Linked DNA regions of Sus scrofa: region 2 is linked to region 1. Evidence: chromatin contacts called from public HiChIP or PLAC-seq data. All regions are on one chromosome and are shown on one strand. The core of a region is the stretch at or near the end of the contact, and the rest is flanking DNA. Distances in the headings are between cores, read along the strand shown.

Evidence for each region. HiChIP or PLAC-seq counts read pairs in DNA pulled down with a chosen protein or histone mark.
Region 2: a contact with region 1 is called in an H3K27ac HiChIP or PLAC-seq map of alveolar macrophages. The contact joins two enhancer-like sites. A contact is called at or near these places in 2 of 2 datasets of contacts at active chromatin or transcription factors (alveolar macrophages and skeletal muscle).

What each region holds. Positions count from the first base shown.
Region 1 is chr1:252,509,728-252,516,061 of Sscrofa11.1, forward strand. It overlaps C1H9orf84, which reads right to left. Exons shown (of 26, transcript XM_021085151.1): 15 at 4,921-5,099. Among named protein-coding and RNA genes, the nearest start is that of C1H9orf84, 42 kb to the right of the region's middle. Within about 2 kb of position 3,429, at least 1 of the 83 cell types and tissues checked has an H3K27ac peak or open chromatin away from gene starts, as enhancers often do. A contact at or near this core is called in alveolar macrophages, where this site is marked.
Region 2 is chr1:252,826,709-252,832,211 of Sscrofa11.1, forward strand. The region is part of intron 14 of SUSD1 (sushi domain-containing protein 1); the gene reads right to left. Among named protein-coding and RNA genes, the nearest start is that of SUSD1, 130 kb to the right of the region's middle. Within about 2 kb of position 2,728, at least 20 of the 83 cell types and tissues checked have an H3K27ac peak or open chromatin away from gene starts, as enhancers often do. A contact at or near this core is called in alveolar macrophages, where this site is marked.

The DNA.
Region 1 (6,334 bases), core at 2,179-4,678:
TAATTTTTCCAACCCAGGAAGCATGGAATATCTTTCCATTTCTTTGAATCCTCTTTAATTTCCTTGATTAATGTTTTATAGTTCTCAGCATGTAAGTCTTTCACCTCCTTGGTCAGGTGTATTCCCAGGTATTTGATTTTTTGGGGTGCAATTTTAAATGGCATTGTGTTTTTGTATTCCTTTTCTAATGTTTCACTGTTAGTATACAGCAGGAGGGCGGGTGTTTTCCCAGGGGGGTGAAGCCCACAACGGATAGTGCTCAGTTGCAGTGCCCTCTTTTATTTATTTTTTTCTTTTTCTTTTGCTGACCCCTGAGATGACTGGGGCCACAGGTGGAGCCCACTCACAGGACCCCAGTGGTGGAAGACCACGCTTCCCTCTGGCCTCCAAGATGACTGCCAAGGTCCATTCCTGCCACCTGTAGATCAGGGACGCACTTAGCCTCCTGCTGCCCTTAGCCCACACAAGAGGTGCCTGGCCACCTGCAGCCTGTGCAAGAAGCACCCAGTCTCCCGTAGCCCAGAGCATGTGGCTTCTTGCCACCTGTAGCCTGCATCAGAGGCGCCCTGCTCTCTGAGAGCCTGGGCATGCACAGGGAGATGCCTGTAGTGGCCCGCCCCTCCTCCTCTCACCTCCCCAACAACGGAGCCTTGCTTCGCTGGTGGGCCCCGACCCCCTCCTGGGTTCTCTCTACCGTGACTTTCCACTCTCCGTCCTATAGCACACCACTCTCCAGCCCGTTACACACAGCTCCTTAGCCCCTCAGGCTGTCCCTACACATACAACCCTAGTCCTCTTCCCAGAACTGACCTCAGGAACCTGTCTCAGCACGCAGCCCCCGCCCAAGTGTCTCAGGCTGTGGTGTCCAAGGAGGTGGTACAGATGATCTTGCGGCCCCCACTCTACTTTGCCTTCCTCAGTCTAGCTACTGCGCTTTTCTCTGCGACTTTGAGGTCCCTCTGTCTTGGCTGATCTCCCCGCTGGTTAGGCAGCTTCCCAGGGTATGGGTTCCTTTTCTCCTTCACAGCTCCCACTCAGGAATGCTAGTCCTGTCTTGATTCTTTTTTTCTCTCTTTTTCTTTTGTTTTGCCCAATCAAGTCAAGAGTTTCTTGCCCTTTTTGGAGGTTTATGTTCTTCCGCCAGCATTCAGTCGATGTTCTATGTGAATTGTTTTACATCTTACTCTGCTGCCACTTGATCCTCTCTAGCTCTTGGTTTTCGATCCATCCTGCCACTTTGTTTCTTTTGATTGGTGAATTCAACCCATTTACATTTGGGGGGGTTATTGATAGATGAGAACTTGGTATTGCCATTCTATCTTTTGTTTTCTGGTTGCTCCATATCTCCATTGTTTCTTTTTCCTTGTTTCTGTTTGGCATTTTGGTTTGGTAGCTTTCTATGACATTTTTCTCAGTTCTTTTTTTTTTTTTTTTATGCTTTATGTCTCTGTGCTAGATTTATGCGTGGTAGTTACCATGAAATTTGTGTAAAATGTTTCATAGGTTAAATAGTCCTTTTCTGCTGATACAATTTTATCTTCATTTTCTACACAGGTTCTCTTTTCCTCTTCCCTTTTTAGGTTTTTGTTGTCTCAAATTGTCCCTTTTTTTTTTTTTTTTTTTTTTGGTCTTTCTTGCTATTTCTTTGGGCCGCTCCCCGTGGCATATGGAGGTTCCCAGGCTAGGGGTCGAATCGGAGCTGCAGCCCCTGGCCTACGCCAGAGCCACAGCAACGCGGGATCCGAGCCGTGTCTGCAACTTACACCACAGCTCACAACAACGCCGGATCCTTAACCCACTGAGCAAGGGCAGGGACCGAACCCGCAACCTCATGGTTCCTAGTCGGATTCGTTAACCACTGCGCCACGACGGGAACTCCGAATTATCCCTTTTTATATTGTGTTCATTACCAAGTTGAAGTTGCCATAGTTTCTTTCCTGATACAATAAAGTGCTTAAAAACCTTTTTTGATAGAGTTGCAATTTTCTGCTTCTCCTTGTCTATTTATTACCTTACTTGAAGTTGTATGTACTTTTGCCTTTTTGTTTCTGGTAGAAGAGCTCCTTTTCAACATTTCTTATAAAGCAGGGCTAGCACTGATAAAATTCCTCAGCTTTTGTTTGTCTAGGAAAACCCATATTTTTCCTTCATGTCTGAATTATCATTTTGTTAGTGTTCTTGCATGACCATTTTTGTCTTTCAGTATTTTGAGAATGTCATTCTACTTCCTCCTGGCCTATGAGATTTCTGCTGAGAAATCTGCTGAGAGCTTAAAAGATATTCCTTTGTAGGTTGCCAACCTTTTTTCACTGGCTGCATTTAAAATTCTTTTTTTATTGACTTTTGACAGTGTCATGGAGAAGATCTTTTTGCATTGAGGTAATTTGGTGTTCTCCTTAGCTTCAAAGACTTGTATATCCTGTTCCCTTTCCAGATTTGGGAAGTTTTCAACTATGATTTCTTTAAATAAACTCTATGATACCTTCTCTGTTTCATCTCCTTCTGGGATAACCTTTACTCTAATGTTGCTCTTCCTAAAAGAGTCAGATAGCTTTCATAGAATTTTCTCTTTTTTAAGATCTTTTTTTTTTTTTTTTTTTTTTTTTTTTTGCTTTTTTAGGACTGCACTTGCGGCATGTGGAGGTTCCCAGGCTAGCAGTCAAATTGAAGCTATAGCTGCTGGCCTACACCACAGCTACAGCCACAGCCGCATCAGATCCGAGCCATGTCTGCAACCTGCACCACAGCTCAAGGCAAAGCCGGATCTTTAACCCACTGAGTGAGGCCAGGGATTGAACCTGTAACCTCATGGTCCCTAGTTGGATTTGTTTCCGCTGCACCACGATGGGAACTCCAGGAACTCCCTTTTTTTAAGGTCTTAATTCTTTTCTCTTTTCTACCTGTATCATTTCTAGATTTTTATCTTTGAGCTCACTAATTCTCTCTTCTATATGATATGCTCTATTTTCAATGCTTTCTAATGCTATCTTCATCTCATTTATTGAGTTCCTCAGCTCCAGAATTTGGTTCTTTTTTAGTTTCAGGCTCTTTGTTCTTCTGTTCATTAATTTTATTCCTGAGCTCATATAACTTCCTCTTTGAGTTTTCTTGTGCCTTGTTGAATTTCTTCATGACAGCTATGTTGAATTCTCTATCAGTCAGACTGCAATATTCCATGACTTTAAGTTTGGTTTCTGGTGAACTGTCATTTCGTTTTTGTGATTCAGTGTTACTGTAGTTCTTCATGATGCTTGATAAGTTGTTCCTCAGCTGGCACATTTGAAGTAGTGAACAACTTTCTTCTTTAGGTAAAAATAATTGTTTTTACTTGATTCTAATGAACAATTCACAAATTAGAGGCCTTTCTTTTATTTTCCAGTAGGTGGCACCATAGAACAAGTTTTTGGTTCCTGTTACCTGGGCTGCCTCTGGTTGTATTGGCACTTTCTGCCCCGCAAAGTCTCTGTCAGAACTGTCACCCAGGGCATAAGTTATCACTGCTTGTGCCTCCAGGGTTGTTGGTGCCTTGCTGTTGCTGGAATCACTGGTGTCACTGCCTGAGGTACCAAGTTGGTGGCCTCATCTGGGATCCCCTTAGTCACAGGCTCTGTCACTGTGGTGGGGAGGACAGCAGGGGGTAGGACGTAGGATCACGTGCACCTCTGCCTGGTCTGGTCTTGTCAGGTTTCTGGGCTCGCCTACTGCAGCTGGAGGGTGGGTAGCCAGAGTTGCGGGCCCCTCTGCAGCTGGAGTGTGTAACAGGCTTTTGTTGCCACTACTGCCCAGTTATTTGTGGCTGCTGGCTCCATTGCAAGTGGGAGGCTGGGGTCATGTGTGCTACCACCCTTGCTGCTATTGGGTTCTCTGGGTCTGTGGGCTCAGCTGCCACAGCCCAGGGGCTAGAACTGCAGTGACTGACTATGCTGATCCCCAAGTTCTACCTCTTCTATGTATTCCATTCCACCCACCTTGAGATGTATAGATGTGTAGAATGCTCCAGTGTTCTGGTGTGTTGGGCAGAGGCACTTTTGTTGAGTTGTGGATGTTTTACTGGTTGTAGATTGAAGGGGAGAGACAAAGAGAGCATCTCATCCTGTCATGATGCCGACATAACTCCCCACTTCTAAATTTCTTACTAATTGGTTTAATACACTTTAAAGACTTAAGCAAGTTACCCAAGTAACCATAGAGTAGGAGGGAGAGAGAGAAAAACGAAGAAAAAGGCCAAATTTATTTGCATATTTAGTGTAAAGCATTTCAGATGCTTTTCTGCTTTAAAAGATTTTAAAAAGTATTTTCTCTTAAATCTTTATTTATGAAATTTTTTTTTTTTTTTTTTTTTTTTTTTTTTTTTTTTTTTTTTGCCATGCCTGCAGCACATGGAAGTTCCTGGGCCAGGGATCAAACCCAAGCCACTGCAGTGACAACACTGGATCCTTAACCCACTATACTACAAGAGAACTCCCATGCAAACTTCTTTCAATGCTTGAGGGAGAGTGGGCAAAAATTTCCAATATAATCCAAGGAATGAATGAACTGCTTTTTTAAAAAAAGAATTGTATCAGATTCTGGCTCAATATCTAAAAATTAATTATTATAGTTTTATTGTGGGTATATGTTCATGAACTTTTAAGTAGAATACAAAATTTTTGAGATTTGAAGGACTAATCCATAGAACACTGTGTATAATAAAATTAAAGTATTTTTAAAACTCAAGACATATGAATAATGATACAAATGATACTTTCTCTGGGTCTGATTCTGTCCTGTTAACTTACTTAAGGTGAAAACTTCTCAAAGGACCAAATAGTATACTGAAATAAAAACTATTTCATAATTTCAAGTTAAATACAAAATTTTATCTTCTATCCAATTCTTATTTAAGCTGATTGTTGTTATCTGCTTTATTTCAGTACTAACCTTAATTTGCTGTTCACTTTGCATCCAATTTAGTATCTGACTTTGCAATTCTTGTAACCTGTAGTTGGTATCAGGCTTTTTTTCCCTAATAAACCGTACAATCTCCAGTTGTCGCCAAATGTCATCCAAATAGGAGCCTAAAATGCTTTTGTAGATATCTTTTGCATTTGACAAATATCCTGTTTAAAAAAAAAAAGTAGGAAAAAAGAGAAAAGCGTGTCTTTTTATTCTTTTAGAAACGCCATGGTAAAACCTAAAAGGAAATAAAAGTCAAAGCAGAGGCAGTTAAGTTTTCCTTCACTACTTTTCTGATCTTTTTATTTTTATTTTTTATTTTTGGTCTTTTTACGGCCGCACCTACAGTGTATGGAAGTTTCTAGGCTAGGGGTCAAATCGGAGCTGCAGCTGCAGCTGCAGCTGCTGGCCAACACAGCAGCCATAGCAACACCAGATCCAAGCGGCGTCTGCAGCCTACACCACAGCTTATGGCAAGGCCGCATTCACTGAGCAGGGCCAGGGATCAAACCCACATCCTAAAGGTTACTAGTTGGGTTCATTACCACTGAGCCGCAACGAGAACTACTTTTCTGATTTTGATTAAAGATATCAACTAACAAAAACCTTAAAATTAAGTGAAGCTGAGAAATATATACCAAATGTCTCTTAAGCCACATAATGCTAATATAACCGGACCTATTCTACATAGTCTCTGAATATTTCCCATCCTTTCCTGCCTTCTGGTTTGTTAAATGTTTTTGTCTTCTTCCTAAACACTTACATGCTAGTTCTATAAGTGTAGAGTCTCAATTTAGACCAACGATATTTAAAGGAGACAAAGAAAGATATTTATAATGTTAAGTTCTATAAAACACAATGAAGATAGTCATTATTTATATTCCTGCATCCAAAACAACAGCAAAAACAAAACATAGAAATGATAGGAGATGCAAGAAAGAATAGAAACTCCTAGCAGTATCTAACAGACTTGGCTCAATCCAAGACACATGAAATGGACAATAGTAAGACTGAAAATACGGCATTTAAAATCTACCAAATAAATATTTTTTTTCAAATAATTTTATAATTTTGCTTTACTTTCCCCAAGGTATTTTTGGTAACTGTTTAAAAAAATTTCTTGGCAGAGAAAACTTTATAACTTTTCTGTATAGTTTCTACTTGTCTTAGATATTATCATAAATCTTTATTATTCCTCTTCTTTGTAATTTATTGAGGGGCACATGTGTATGTATCCTGAAATCAGTAATCAACCTTTTTTATGCTCATGTACATATTTTTATCTTGTGTGCACCTTGATTCTATATTATATTAATACAACTAGAATGATGGGCAATTTAGAGACTGACTTATGTTCTTTCTGCTTCCTTATCTCCAAACTTCCCACTGCTTCTTCATA
Region 2 (5,503 bases), core at 1,478-3,977, 320 kb after region 1:
AATTTCAAGGCTTGAATACTGGAGTCAGGTAGTCCAAGGCTATATTTGAACCCCATCACCGCCCAATTGTATGAACTTGGATGAGTTATTCAGCCATCCTGTGCCCCAGTTTCCCCCTGAGGGGTGGTATAATATCACCTTATAAGGCTATTGTCAGAAATAAATGAGCTACGACACGTTAAAACTGTGCCTGGCACACAGTAAGCAATTGGCCAGTGACAGCTACTGTTAAACATTACTGTTTTGTTACTGTTTCAGATCACTGTGGAAATGTTATGTTATTCATAACACTATCCGTAACTAGCGTTGAGAAAATTGGCGAATCATTTAGAATAAAGTAATTTCGATCATTAGAGTTTATGCCAATATAAAAATCCAGATGGATGAAAGACTGAAGCTGAAACCTTAAAGAATTGGAACAAAATGCAAGGGAATATTCATCTAATATTAAAGCAGGTAGGAATTTTCTAAGCATATTTATTAAAGCAGAAACCTTAAAATAAGAAAATGAGAGATGTGACCATATTTTTTAAAAAGCATATTCCTCTGTACACCAAAAACGACCAGGAGGAAGCTTTAAGGGCAAATGGAGAACTGGGTAAAATAATGAGGATAATTAATAAGCAAGGGGTTAACCTATAGTGTTACAAGTTAATGAGGAAAAGTCTAATACCCCAATAGCAAAGTGAGCAGAGTCTATCAAAAGGTACATCACTAATAAAAACATGATTACAGGTGCTTGACAAACCTTTGATCAACTGCTCTCTCTCTTAGTGGTAAAAATGCAAGTTAAAACATTGAGAAGCCATTTTGTGTACTAAATTCCCCAGTTTTTTTGTTTGTTTGTTTGAAGAGAGGATGTATCACTGGATTCGGTGGAAAGAAGCTGGTACTTTCCTAACCAGCTCATTTCATCCAGTCTACCCAGTGTTCCTCTACACTTTAGCCATCAATGTTTTCTCTGCATTTTTTCCTCTATAGTTTCACCTTCTACATAATTTGAATCATTGATTGATAAAGACGGTGAGCTAAAGATAACTGTGGACACTAACCCACATTCTGCATGTTCCTGGATTTGGCATCCATTCGTTAATAAGTTACATAGGAACAAGCTGTTTCTAAGCGCACACACAGCTGTCCTCTCCCCACACGGTACACAGGGCATTGCTAAGTATTGGCTGAAGTCAGAATCCATTGTGCTGGCCACTTTCCCCTACCAATTAGCGACTCTGTACCAGAAAAAAAAGAAGAGCAGTCTCGCCTAATCTGCTGGGAACTGCAGCTTCTTCTCCCAGGTACACACAGAGCCATCTCTTGAAGATCGTGCCTGGCCTTGACTTCAAGTTATCAGCATCCTCGCTTTGCAAAATCTATCTCCTTTACGCAAAGTTCCATGTTCTTTGCTCATCCCCAGTCTTCATCAAGATTTCTCAAAGATCAGGAGTAACCATGATGGCTCAGGGGTAATGTACCCAGCTAGTATCTATGAGGACCCGAGTTTGATCCCTGGCTTTGCTCAGTGGGTTAAGGATCCAGTGTTGCCATGAGCTGTGGTGTAGGATGCAGACATGGCTCAGATCCCACATTGCTGTGGCTGTGGCATGGGCTGGCAGCTACAGCTCCAATTCACCTCTTAGCCTGGGAACACTCAGAGGTCATGAGTGTGGCCCTAAAAAGACACACACAAAAAAGATTTCTCAAAGATCATTTGCAGTGGTTTATCCATCTCATTTGCAAATTGTATGAACCTTCTAGAATGTTCTTATCAGGTCAGAAACCTACAACTTACAGAGGGCAGTTAGTGTTTTGCTTGCTTTCCAATGTCCCCTCACAAACAGGAGAGAAGCCAAGGTAAGAGTTGAGGAACTTGACTTCCTCTTGACTATCCACTCACAGGCCCTCTTTCACCCTGAGCAGGAAGCCCAACTATTCCCTTACTCTAGAGGTAAGTACTCAGAGTGTTTTTAATTCATTCTGCAAAACACAACCTGGCTTGTAGCTCCAGGCACAATTCTTGCTGTAGAACAGCTTCTGGTTATACACTCTTTTTCTGCTTTGCATATATACCCTGTGGACATGAGTCGATCCAATCAAGAGAACTCATGGTGTAGCCACATGCTTCTTTAGGGACTTCCCACATTAATTCCTGACTGAGAAAACTTACAACCGGCCAAGGTGAATTACACTGATTAGAGCTTTGCCACACCCTCTGCTTACCCTCCCTTCCGTGGTCTCATGCCATGAAACCATACTTATTTTTCTTCTAAATCATTTATCGAATTTTTTTTTTTTTTTTTTTTAAGAAACTGGAGTGAATCATGTGTTATTTCCCAGAGTCTCAGTGACTCATTCTTAATGCAAGTAAATCCATGTGGCTTAAACTCCACTAGTCTCTGTAGGGTGGCTCCTTGAAGAGCTATTGTGCTCAGGAGTGAAAGAGCTTCCGGGTCCTTATCTTTAACCCCTTCACGAATGCAAATATTACAGGTGCTGCAGAGCCAGTTAGAAAGGCCCCACCTGTCCTCTCAGATCTTGTGACAGCGGGGGACTTCCTCTGGCTGTATCCAAAGAGCTAGCACACCAGTTTGAATGGAGAAGAATGAGAGGGTTAATCAGAAGCATACACTGGGGTCCAAGTGATGCCTTAGAAACCAGACTAAGAGTACTGGTGGCTCTGGAGGGACTGGCAGGGGAATCATGAAGTCAGGGCTGCACTTGAGAAACATGTCCAGTGTCCCCTCGTGACTCAGTGGGATAAGAATCCAGCACTGTCACTGCTGTGGCTCTGGTTACAGCTGTGGCGCGGGTTCAACCCCTGGCCTGGGAACTTTCACACGCTGTGGGAAGACCACGTCCAGAGGCCATGTTGGCCGGAGTGAAGAGGGATGCCCTGAACGCTGCCATGGGAGATAAGGGGGCTGACCAGCTGTCCGTGCTACAGATAAAGGCCTCTGCTCAGGGAGTGAACACAGAAATGAAAATTAGAGAGGCCTGCCCAAGAGCAAGATGTGGGCTAAAAGGGAAGGAGTCACTAATGACTCAGAGGTTTCATGCCTGTGATTAACGAATGTTTCCTGACGGGAGTTTATCATCATCTCACGGATAGCAAATGACCTCGCTCTGTGGACTCAAAAAAGCACACACTCGTGGTACCTTGTGGCTGGAAGGGATCACAGTGATCCTGGAGGGAGGCAGTAGAGAACCAGCCAAGTGAAATATAATTTCCAAGACCCTCGGCTGATTAGCAGTAGGACTCGGGCAGGGAAGCCCAGGCCTCTGCATTTCCCATCAAACCGACGGCCTGCTGGCTCCCTGGTCGCGATGACACAGCTCTGTGGGGGGCAAATGTGCAAAAGGTTGGAATAGCACGATTCGTCAGCACGCAAGGACAAGCATGGGGCTGCTCCTTGGCACGAGTGACCCGAAACAACTTCAGGACTCATTTGGATCCTACTTCTGCCCAAATTACTTTCTGAAAGGCAGACTCCGACATTTTTGCCAAAGGAGACGGCCAGGTGAGCACACAACCCAGGTGAATTTTGTACACAGATGCATATATACTAGAACTGCCTTCGGAATTCCAATGGAACACTGGGTTTTCTATTATCTCAGAGCTTTCCAGCAGCTTGAATTCAGAAGGTTCAAACTCTCTTTCACTAGGAGGGGGGAAAGGCACCGCCAAAAGCCACTTGGATATGTCCACAGCAAAGTCCTTCCTGTGAACTTAATCACAGACTGTAGTCCGCCCCTGGGCCATTTCTTCTACCCAATTTGAGTTTGTTAATCAGACCAAACAGCTGCTGAAGCAGTGGGTTCTGGAAGCTATTGTTTCTGTGCCTCTCCAGGATGCTTGCACCTCTCCATTCTTCTGATAAAAGCACCTCTTTTCCCTGTGGGAACTCCATGTCCGCCCTTCAAGCTTTTGGGAATGGACTGGCAGAAAAATTTCCAAGTGTCAGATGGGTGACTGTTTCTTGCGGTCATCAGTCAGTTCCAAGAAAGGAAGCCTAGCCGATCTGTATGCAGACACGCAACAGCACCCATCTTCGTGGGAGAGGCCCTCACTTACTGTGCTGCGTGAAATACGTCAGAGAAAAACATAGACTGTACGACCTCCCTTGCATGTGGGATCTAAAAAAGCAGAATTCATAGAAATAGAGAGTCCAATGGTGGTTACTAGGGACTAACGGGTGAGGGAAATAGGCAGATGCTGATCAAAGTGTACAAACGTCCAGTCGTAATACAAACAGGTTCTGGGCAGCTAATGTACAGCGTGGTGACTAGAGTTAACGATACTGTACTGTATACTGAAAAGCTGCCAGGGGAGTAGATTGTCAACATTCACACATGCGCACATGTACTATATACAAAAACACATATCCATGTACCTTATGCGTATTACATATGCATGGGGAGTATGTGAGGAGATGGAAGGATGAATTAATCTTCCTGCGGCAGTCATGTTGCAATATACGTGTGAATCAAATCATCACGTGGTACCTCTTAAACTCACCCAACGTTACGTGTAAATTATTTTCTCAAAAACACCTGAGAGAGCGCGAGCACCGCGCTCCCCGCCGAGCGGTCTGCAATCCAAGATGGCTGACAGGCTGACAGGAACGCCCCTCGACCAGCTGAAAAGCCATGTTCCCTACCCTTGTTGAGGCTGGTGGGAGTAGAGATAAACAGCTGAGAAATGATGCTAGGGGATAAGCAAAGGAATGAAGGAAGCCTAGTTCTCCACATTGCTCCCAAACATTTCCTGCGAGGTACCCTCCCCTGACAGGGTAACAAGCCCCCAGTTGTAAGGCCCCACTCCCTGGCGCCCGCCTGGAAGCTGGGTTATGTGGGCCTTTCCTCATCCCCCTATTTTCATTGCTTTCTGCTGCTCTGAGGCAAGGGACAGGATGTGAGGAGTTAAAGTGATACTCTGGGCTAAGAGCCGAATTCCCCAGGCTGTTGCTAGGAGGAATGAACCACCAGGAAAAGGTCAGGATTCAGAAGGTCATAAACTTGACCTGATTTCTGGTCTTAGCTACAAATTAATGGAATTCTTATGAACCAAATCCAGTGGCAGGTTGCCTGCTGGTTTTAAGAAATGTGCTGCCAGGGAAATCCCAGCCTGGCAAACAAGGACCTGTGATTGCTCAACCCCTAAGGCAGCTCCCCGACCTGGATCACCACCCGGGAAAGCAGAAGCAGGGCTCCTCCCCACGGCATCTCTCAGGGGAGACTCGGAGGAAAGGGACGCAGGTGCTGCCCCATCAGGCAGAGCCCGAAGCCACCAACCTGACAGACCAAGCGACCCATTTGGCTGGCAGGGCAAGAGATGCTTGCTTTTCCTGTCCAGAAGGATGTGGTCCTTGCTGTGGGTCCTCGGACCGCTGCAATGTTCTTTTATCTTTTCCTCCTTTCCAAATGCATGTACTTCTTGTGATGATCCACTTTTCCCTTTCATCTTATAGACTGTGGTTTGAGAATGGTTACATTTGCCATTTGGTCT